2 separate regions of the Rattus norvegicus genome follow, and region 2 is linked to region 1. A link is a contact called in public Hi-C data. All regions are on one chromosome and are shown on one strand. The core of a region is the stretch at or near the end of the contact, and the rest is flanking DNA. Distances in the headings are between cores, read along the strand shown.

Region 1 (4,211 bases), core at 1,053-3,552:
AAGGATAGGGTAGTTAGAGGCTCCTCAGATTCTTGTCTTCATAGTTTGAAAGACACCTCTGAGAAACTTGTGTCCCCCTAAAGGAGAGGCGGGTGGCCTGAATAAAGTCTCTCACAGAGAGAAGTGTACACAAGGACTGACCCCTTACTGCCGACAACTCAAAGGTTGGACAAGTTGATGTGTCCAGGGCTTCACCAAAGGAGAGTGAAGGATCTTTGACGCGATGGGCTATCACGGCTAGGGACTGATGACATAGTGAGGTGGCAAAGTAATGCATTACAAATTCTGAAGGGCAGATGTCCCTTTATTATTAACACCAAATGAAATAAATTAGTGAGGTGCATAATTCCCTGGTCAATTTAGTTTAATTGTTTGATATTCCATGGGCAGCTAGTGTTCAGAGTATAGTCGTCAACAATCACAATCTACATCACCCGAAACTAATTAGGAAAGTAAATTCTTGGTCTCTCACCAAGACACTGCTGTGAGGATAGGACACAGAGATCTGTGACAAGCCCTGCGGATGATCCTGACATGCATTCAAGTTTGAGCACCGTGGATATAAATAACACATTGTGTCAAATAATTTTTATGCTAATGTGGGGACAGGAATAAACTGGGTATGGAGAGTACTTCCAGGCTCCTAGTTGGGCATGAAAATTTCAAATTAATCGTCTTCCAATCTGTAAAGTGAGAAGCTTAGACTAATAATATAGAGACATTTAGGACTAAAAACTAAAAATAAAAGCAGTGGAATACTTTAAAAATGTGCTGGGCATTCAGTATGTTAAAAGACATGCACTTGACACATTAATAAACACACACCCAGCCCATGGAAACATTGAGTCCTTAGTTGGGCAGCTGAACGCCCCCCCACCTTTGTACTTTGCCCACCGTGGCTTCCCATGCACCTCTGTGGATCATCATGGCTTTAAGCTGTTTAGTTTGGGAAATACTGTTGCAGAGCCAGGATCCCTCTGTCATACGATCTGAGACAATAGACCTAACCAAGACCTACCTGATGATTATGTCCCTGAGACTGACCCAAGGGTCACGAATCTCAACCTGTGTCCACAACCTGTGCATGAACTAACGTTAACCCTAATTCTATTTATTTTAAAATTGAGGTTTTTTTTTCTAAAAAAAAGATTTATTTTTATTTTATCAGTGTTTGCCTGTATACCACGTATGTGTCTGGTGTCCATGGGGGTGAGAGAGACCCCATTGGATCCACTGGAACTTGAGTTACAGAAGTCGTGGGCTGCCTTCTGGGCACTGGGATTGGAGCCCAGGTTCTCTGGACGAGCATTTGGTGCTCTAACTGCTGAGCACCAGCCGGGACTCCAATTCTTGCTCTACCTATTTTCAGGAGCTATTGGGAGGACCAAGTGAAAGGTCAAAGGTGAACATACTTTATAAGTTGCTAAGTCCTGTTTGACTGAAAGGGATTATTGTGTGAGAAATGGTCCTTCCAGGTAGATTCCCTTTGTACACGGGCCCAGCGATAAGCAAAGATAGAGAATGTAGACAGTTAAATGGTTTGTGGTTTCTCCCTTCTCTTTGAGGGATGAGGATGTAAATTTCCTTCGTAATTAAAAGCCTGTTTACCAAGATGAGTCACCTTATAGCAGAGTAGAGGTAGCTGGCCCGGTCATTCTGAACAGCTTCCGAGTGCCTGGGTAGTTCCCTCTGAAGACATAATTAGTTTCTCTTAATAATTTACTGCCAACAAAATAATACCGAGAGTCAATTTTGGAATACGTTGATTTAGCATTTCTGACCGATTACATATTCAGAAATTTGTAGAGTAACATTAACTGATGTTTATGTGGCTTTTCCCCAGCCCAGATGAGGCTTCTGGGAGAAATTAATCCACCACAAAGTTGCCAGTGAAGAACCCGACAGAGTGTTTCATGGCTGCAGTTTGCTATCATGGTGAATAAGTCTTTGTGGAGCATTTGAAAGACTATCTACTGGAAACGTCCAAGTATGTTTACTGGAGTTAGACAGTAGTCAGATTCAAGGCCTACTTATTTCCACCCCCTCAGGCTGATGGAAGGTCAGATGATGTCTAAAAACTGTCATTCTAAGAATAGGCATTTTCAGATAAGTCTCTGTGTCCTCTGCGGCAATGGCTATCAGCAGCCACCAACATTTCTGTCACTTTCTGTTTCCTGAAAGCATTCTTCCCATTATCTGATTCTTCAACCCGACAGTGATGAAAGCCCATCAGAACTCTCTAAAGAGCAACCAACAGGGATCTGACAAGGATTTGGTCATGACTCACATCTGAGAGGAAAGACATCAACATTCCTGAACCCTGGGGGTTGGCTTGCAGCCATGGGGCAAGTTCCTGTAAGTATGAACCTTCAGCCATGTGAAATAGAGTTAGAAACCCTTCCTTACTGCTTGCCTGCCACTGGGAGGAGCATAGCAAACAAAGTTGGCTTCTGATGAGACCCAAGGGGCTGTGGAAGGGCCAGGCTGATGGGAAAGGATGTGCAAAGATCAAGAGGCATGATGGGTGGCGGTGTTTCACACGGGGAGAATCACAGGTAGAAATGGCTTGCTGTGAAGACCAAAGACACCTATGCTAGCTATAGAGTAACAGCCATGATGGGAGGTGAGACAAGCTGATGGTGGCCTTGATCTTGTTGGCATGATCCTTCTTTTCCTCATTTGTATATAGATAGGGCCAATGAAAGGCATGCTTTTCTTTTTTTTTTAAGATTTATTTATTCATTTATTATATATAAGTACACTGTAGCTGTCTTCAGATACACCAGAAGAGGGAATCGGATCCCACTACAGATGGTTGTGAGCCACCATGTGGTTGCTGGGAATTGAACTCAGGACCTCTGGAAGAGCAGTTGGGTGCTCTTAACCACCGAGCCATCTCTCCAGCCCCAAAGGCATGCTTTTCAAACAGCCTCATGGAATCCCAGTGGGCTGGTGGTGGTGCTGGCGCTGCTGCTGCTGCTGCTGCTGCTGCTGCTGGAGGTTTCCAAAGGCTTTGGGGTGCAGGAGGGAAACCGTCTGGGCTCCAATTTCTACCCCGATAAAAACAGCTTTGCTTGTATCTAGTTTAAATGCTGAGGGTGTAAGTTAAACAGTATTAGAAGATGGGGCTTATTCAGAGCCTGCCCCACATGTGGCCAATATATATACAGCCACCAAAACTAGATAAGATGGATGAAGCTAAAAAATGCATGCTGACAGGGACCGGATATAGATCTCTCCTGAGAGACACATCCAGAGCATGTCCAATACAGACAGAGGTCAATGTTAGCAGCAAACCACTGAACTGAGAACATGACCCCCTTGGGGGGAATTAGAGGAAGGACTGAAAGAGTTGAAGGAGTTTGCAACCCCATAAGAACAACAATGCCAACCAACCAGAGCTTCCAGGGACTAAACCACTACCCAAAGACTATACATGGACTGACCCAGGGCTCCAACTGCATATGTAGCAGAGAGTAGCCTAGTAAGAGCACCAGTGGAAGGGGAAGCCCTTGGTCCTGCCTAAGTTGGACCCCCAGTGCAGGGGAATATGGTGGGGCAGTAAGGGGGATGTATGGGGGGAACACCTGTATGGGGGAGGAGGAGGGAATGGGGGATTATGGACAGGAAACCGGGAAAGGGAATAACATTTGAAATGTAAGTAAAGAAATATATCTAAAAAAATTTTAAAAAAAGATGGGACTTTTTGCTTAAAATGATTGAAAACTTCCAAGGGTATGGGGTAGGTGTGTCCCACCCATCAACAATGTGAATTATATTGCCATCTAAAATGTTCGCACTGAAGAAATGCACAATTGAATCACAAGTAATAACACACACACACACACACACACACACACACACACATACACACACACTGAGCTTCACAGCTATTCTTGGCTACATATAGTCCCTGGGGCTGTGGGCTGGGTCCCTTTTCAGGGTATCCAGAAGCTTGGGGACATTTCTAAGAAATCATGGAGGATGGATACAGATGGTGTCTAACCTGCTCTGTCCCTTCTTCCCTAACACTCCACGAAGGGCTTGCTTCCAAGTAAGTGGAGAGCTCCCCTCCCATTGTATCATTTGCTGTTAGGAATTCTCCAGGGGCCAAGAGTAAGGTTGAATATCTGTGCTTTATCATAAGCAGAAAAAAATAGAAATAGCTAATATGCACCATTGACAGGTCTCACTAACCACGGCATGGTTTG
Region 2 (4,211 bases), core at 467-2,966, 120 kb after region 1:
AGCTTGTGTCAAGTTAACGTAAGAATGGCCAGGACAATAGCTTAACCAAATTTTAATGCTGGATGTCATTCTATTTGGCTTCCTAATGAACAAGGGAGGATTTCTCTTACTTCCTATGTTCTGTTTGCCAAGATTTTGTTTTGGCTTGCTCTTTCTTTCTTCCTTCCTTCCTTCCTTCCTTCCTTCCTTCCTTCCTTCCTCACTCCCTCCCTCCCTCTCACTCACTCTCTCTCTTTCTTTCTCTCTCTCTTTCTTTCTTTCTTTCTCTCTCTCTTTCTTTCTTTCTTTTTCTTTCTTGCCTATTTACATCAGATTGCAAATATCTTGAGAGTGATTTGCCAATCAAGTTCCAAGCAGGAGTTAGCATATAAGATACTTTTGAGTTTTCTGACAGCAAACTTTCCTCTGTTATACATACAGAATGACTGTGTCTAGTAAACAACCATTGAGTAAATATTGGTGTGGCCTTCTAGCTCCGGTTTTATCCCTAGAGACTCTATTAGAAGATAAGTTATACTATGTAGGCATATATGACGTAGACTTTTATATGTATAAGATATGGCCTTGTTTGTTAGACATGTAGTACTCGGCCTAGGTTCTCTGGTAAGTTAATTCAGTTCAAGAAGTCAGTCTCCCACTTTCAGATTTTCTTGTCTTTATGAGATGCATGGAAAGTTAATGTTCATTTAGTTATTATAATAAATGCGATATAAAATTGTCAAATTATTAATTCTAAAAGTCAAACCTAGCCTGTTGGAGAGATTTCTCTCTTTATTTTTTCAATTTTACAAGACATTAATTCCTTAGACTGACAATCAGAAATACACTGAAGTTCTAAATTTTTAAATTATTGGTTTCAGGAAACATTAACCAATAAGTCTCAAATTATGACAAAATTTTAACACATAATGAAGTTTACTGTTATGATCATATGGCGTAATTTCTATATTTAATCCATTTATTTTCTTACCAATATTTATTACACTGATATACATTAATCTACACAAATTATCTTATATCTCTAGGGTTTACTATGAATATTTTACATTTTAATCAATGCTTTACTATGAGATCAAAAGGACAATGTGATAGGAAGAAGCTCATGTCCATTACAAGCTGATAAAAAGCCTTTGTGAACTTAAAAGTGTTTTTATTTTTTAATCAATCAGTTGATTAATTAATCCCCATTGACATATATTCACTGTACATAGTGCTAGATTATATAAGAACATAGATCACATAAAAAACATTTCAAAGTACACAATGTGTTTTGAGTATTTCTGCCCTCCCCCTTCTTGCCTCCTTCTATTTATCCTCTTTGTTTCCTTCCTAGGCAATTCTGTCTTTCCTTTCTCTCTCTTCCTCTGTGTGTCTGTGTGTCTGTGTCTATGTATCTGTCTGTCTGTCTGTCTGTCTGTCTCTCTCTCTCTCTCTCTCTCACACACACACACACACACACACACACACACACACACTCTACGTGACTTTTTTGTGTCTTTCTAAGTCTGACGGTTCAGTTCACATGACTATCTTCAGTTTATTTGTGCTCAATTCTACGAGAAGCCTCTAACAGCTCCTATCTCATTAAGAACTTTCAGTTAACTGAGCTGCGAATGCTGCATGTTAGTTACTTCTAATGTCAGTCTCCCAAAGTCAACATCACCATTCCAACTTTGTACTGAGGCAGCAAGCGTCTGAGGAGATGAGTGACGTTCCTGGAATTTATAGGCAGTAAGTCTCAGAGGCAGGCTTCAAACTCAGTTTGGCTGTTTCTGTGCCTAATCTTTCTAACACAATTTACCTTCCCCTGACTTTTATAAAACTACCAGCAGGACCTCTCCAACATGTGCTCTCTCTGGTGTGTGTGTGTGTGTGTGTGTGTGTGTGTGTGTGTGTGTGTGTGTGAAAGCCAGAGTTTCTCAGGAATGGAATCTACTTTCTTTGAAACTGGGTCTCTCACTGGCCTGGCTCTTACTAGTTAGGCTATTCTGCATGGTTACAGAGACTCAGGAATTCTTCCATTTTTATTTAATTCCCAGCACTGGGATTTAACATGCATACTACCGTGTTCAGCTTTTGGTACAGACACTGGTGATAGAACTCAGGTCCTCATGCTTGTCAACACACTCCACTGACAGCTATCTCCCCAGTTTTGCTTTGTTTCTAAGACTCACTTCAATCTACCTCAGCCTGATGGATGCCGGATTTCTAGATGTGAACCACACACGTGGCTTCCATGTTTTCTTCTTCCGTTGCCTGTGAGATAGCTGTGCTGAGGGACACGGACAGCACAGATGTTCACTTTCTTAACTAAGATGCCCTCACATCACTTTCTCCTTTTATAGTACCATCCTTCCAGATACCAGTAGAAAAAGTCGCCAGAAGACAAGAGCTGTAGGAAAAACCAGCAACCCCGTCTTCAACCATACCATGGTGTATGATGGGTTCAGGCCTGAAGATCTGATGGAAGCCTGTGTAGAACTCACAGTCTGGGACCATTATAAACTAACCAACCAGTTTCTGGGAGGTCTCCGGATCGGCTTTGGAACAGGTAACATTTGTCACAAGTTTAATTCTCTATGAGCCAAACTCTCCAGGAGATGCTAAAATCCTAAATGTAATGAAACCATTGGGTGAAAGGTCACCAGGGGTCCAAGGGTTCTTGGTTAAGAGGGTCTGCAGAGTCTGTCCTTTCAGAACCTGATACTGTTGGCAGGTTCCAAAATCAGAGCTTGAAGGTTCTGACTTTGTGGACCAATACCCAGGGCCACTAATGAGTACTGTGCTGCATGTCCAAGCCAATGTACATGCATTCTTTGATTACAGGGCTCAAGAAAGTTAAACAATTGACAACAGGTATGCCCAAGAAGACAGGTGTTGCCAACATTCAAGGAGATAGGTGAACAAGATAAGTCTGCTCTAACAATTATAGAGACGACCACTTCATCACTGTGTTAGGTGTTTTATTACATTATGACATTTTTTCACAGTTCCATGAGTTAGTTAGTAATAGTGCCAAAAAAATCCCTGATACTCCAAAACAAAATAATAACAATAATGATTAATAATAATAAAGTTCATTTCTGAGGCAAGTTATGAGATTGAGTCTTTCAGGCAAAACGCCTTCACCAGTATTCCTAAGGCATCACCCAGTGTCTTCTCTACCTCAGAACACAATCCTCCCTCCTCTATGCCCTGGAAATTATCATCCAGCTTTCACATTCACATTCAGGTGAAGATCAGTCATCTGGGAGGATTGAAACAAGGAAGCTCCTTGGGTGGTAAACCAGCTCTTCCTTATGCCCTAGATGTGCTCCCCAGGCGTGCACAGTCTTCCTTGTCTTTCCTGCCCGACAGTGGGAAACGTAAATGAAAATGTTCAACTTTCTTTCAGGGAAAAGCTACGGGACTGAAGTGGATTGGATGGACTCTACCTCTGAGGAAGCTGCTCTCTGGGAGAAGATGGTAAACTCTCCCAACACTTGGGTTGAAGCAATGCTGCCCCTCAGGATGCTTCTCATCGCCAAGATTTCCAAGTGATCTTAGTCAGCGGATTCCACCATCAAAAGCTACTCCCCGGGGGGAGCTACTCCCCGGGGGGATCTGAACTTGAGCTGACGTCGTGCACAGATATCCTCTCCCATCGTCACTAATGACAACTATGAAGCATGCTCAACTTAATCTGCACGCATTCCTTTGCTTGCATGGCTCAAGGGAACTAAACCATGACAAGATGTACAGCCCAGAAGTGCGATGTGATGCCAACATTCACGGAGACAACTGAACGAGCTAGGAAAACTGAACTGTTGCTCCCACACCAAAGAAAAAGCTAGCTTTACATGTTTCGTACCACAATCTGTGTTGCAGTTCAGGCCTGCCTTTTGGTTATTAAAATGCTTGCTGGGCATATAAATAGGAAGGTTACGAGCAAAAGGACAAGGATACTCCTGGGCTGGGGCAGAGAGAGGAAGGACAGAGGTGATGACAACGACCTACATAATATGACAACTATTTACTTAGTAACCTCTAATGAAACATTGAATTCCATCTCAGGGCAGTAAGACTGACTTCACTGCTCATAAATCTGCCTTGAGAAACCCCCACACACCCCGACTCCTATAACGTCACCTTTCTCAGTCTCAAACGGACTTTGGTGCCACCTACTGGCTGCATATGGAATTCAGCTCTTGGCTTATTTTGGCTTCATTTTT

The links. Hi-C and Micro-C count contacts between places; a contact is called where the count stands out from the background.
Region 2: a contact with region 1 is called in a Hi-C map of the A7r5 cell line, with 6 times the contacts expected there. The contact joins two enhancer-like sites. A contact is called at or near these places in 6 of 12 Hi-C or Micro-C datasets (the A7r5 cell line, Schwann cells, kidney and 2 more).

What each region holds. Positions count from the first base shown.
Region 1 is chr1:153,663,244-153,667,454 of GRCr8, forward strand. No RefSeq gene overlaps it. Among named protein-coding and RNA genes, the nearest start is that of Ccdc83, 10 kb to the left of the region's middle. Within about 2 kb of position 2,303, at least 8 of the 93 cell types and tissues checked have an H3K27ac peak or open chromatin away from gene starts, as enhancers often do. A contact at or near this core is called in the A7r5 cell line, where this site is marked.
Region 2 is chr1:153,787,320-153,791,530 of GRCr8, forward strand. It overlaps Sytl2 (synaptotagmin-like 2), which reads left to right. Exons shown (of 20, transcript NM_001108492.2): 19 at 2,346-2,551; 20 at 3,395-4,211. The coding sequence ends at 3,540. Among named protein-coding and RNA genes, the nearest start is that of Ccdc89, 9.4 kb to the right of the region's middle. Within about 2 kb of position 1,717, at least 3 of the 93 cell types and tissues checked have an H3K27ac peak or open chromatin away from gene starts, as enhancers often do. A contact at or near this core is called in the A7r5 cell line, where this site is marked.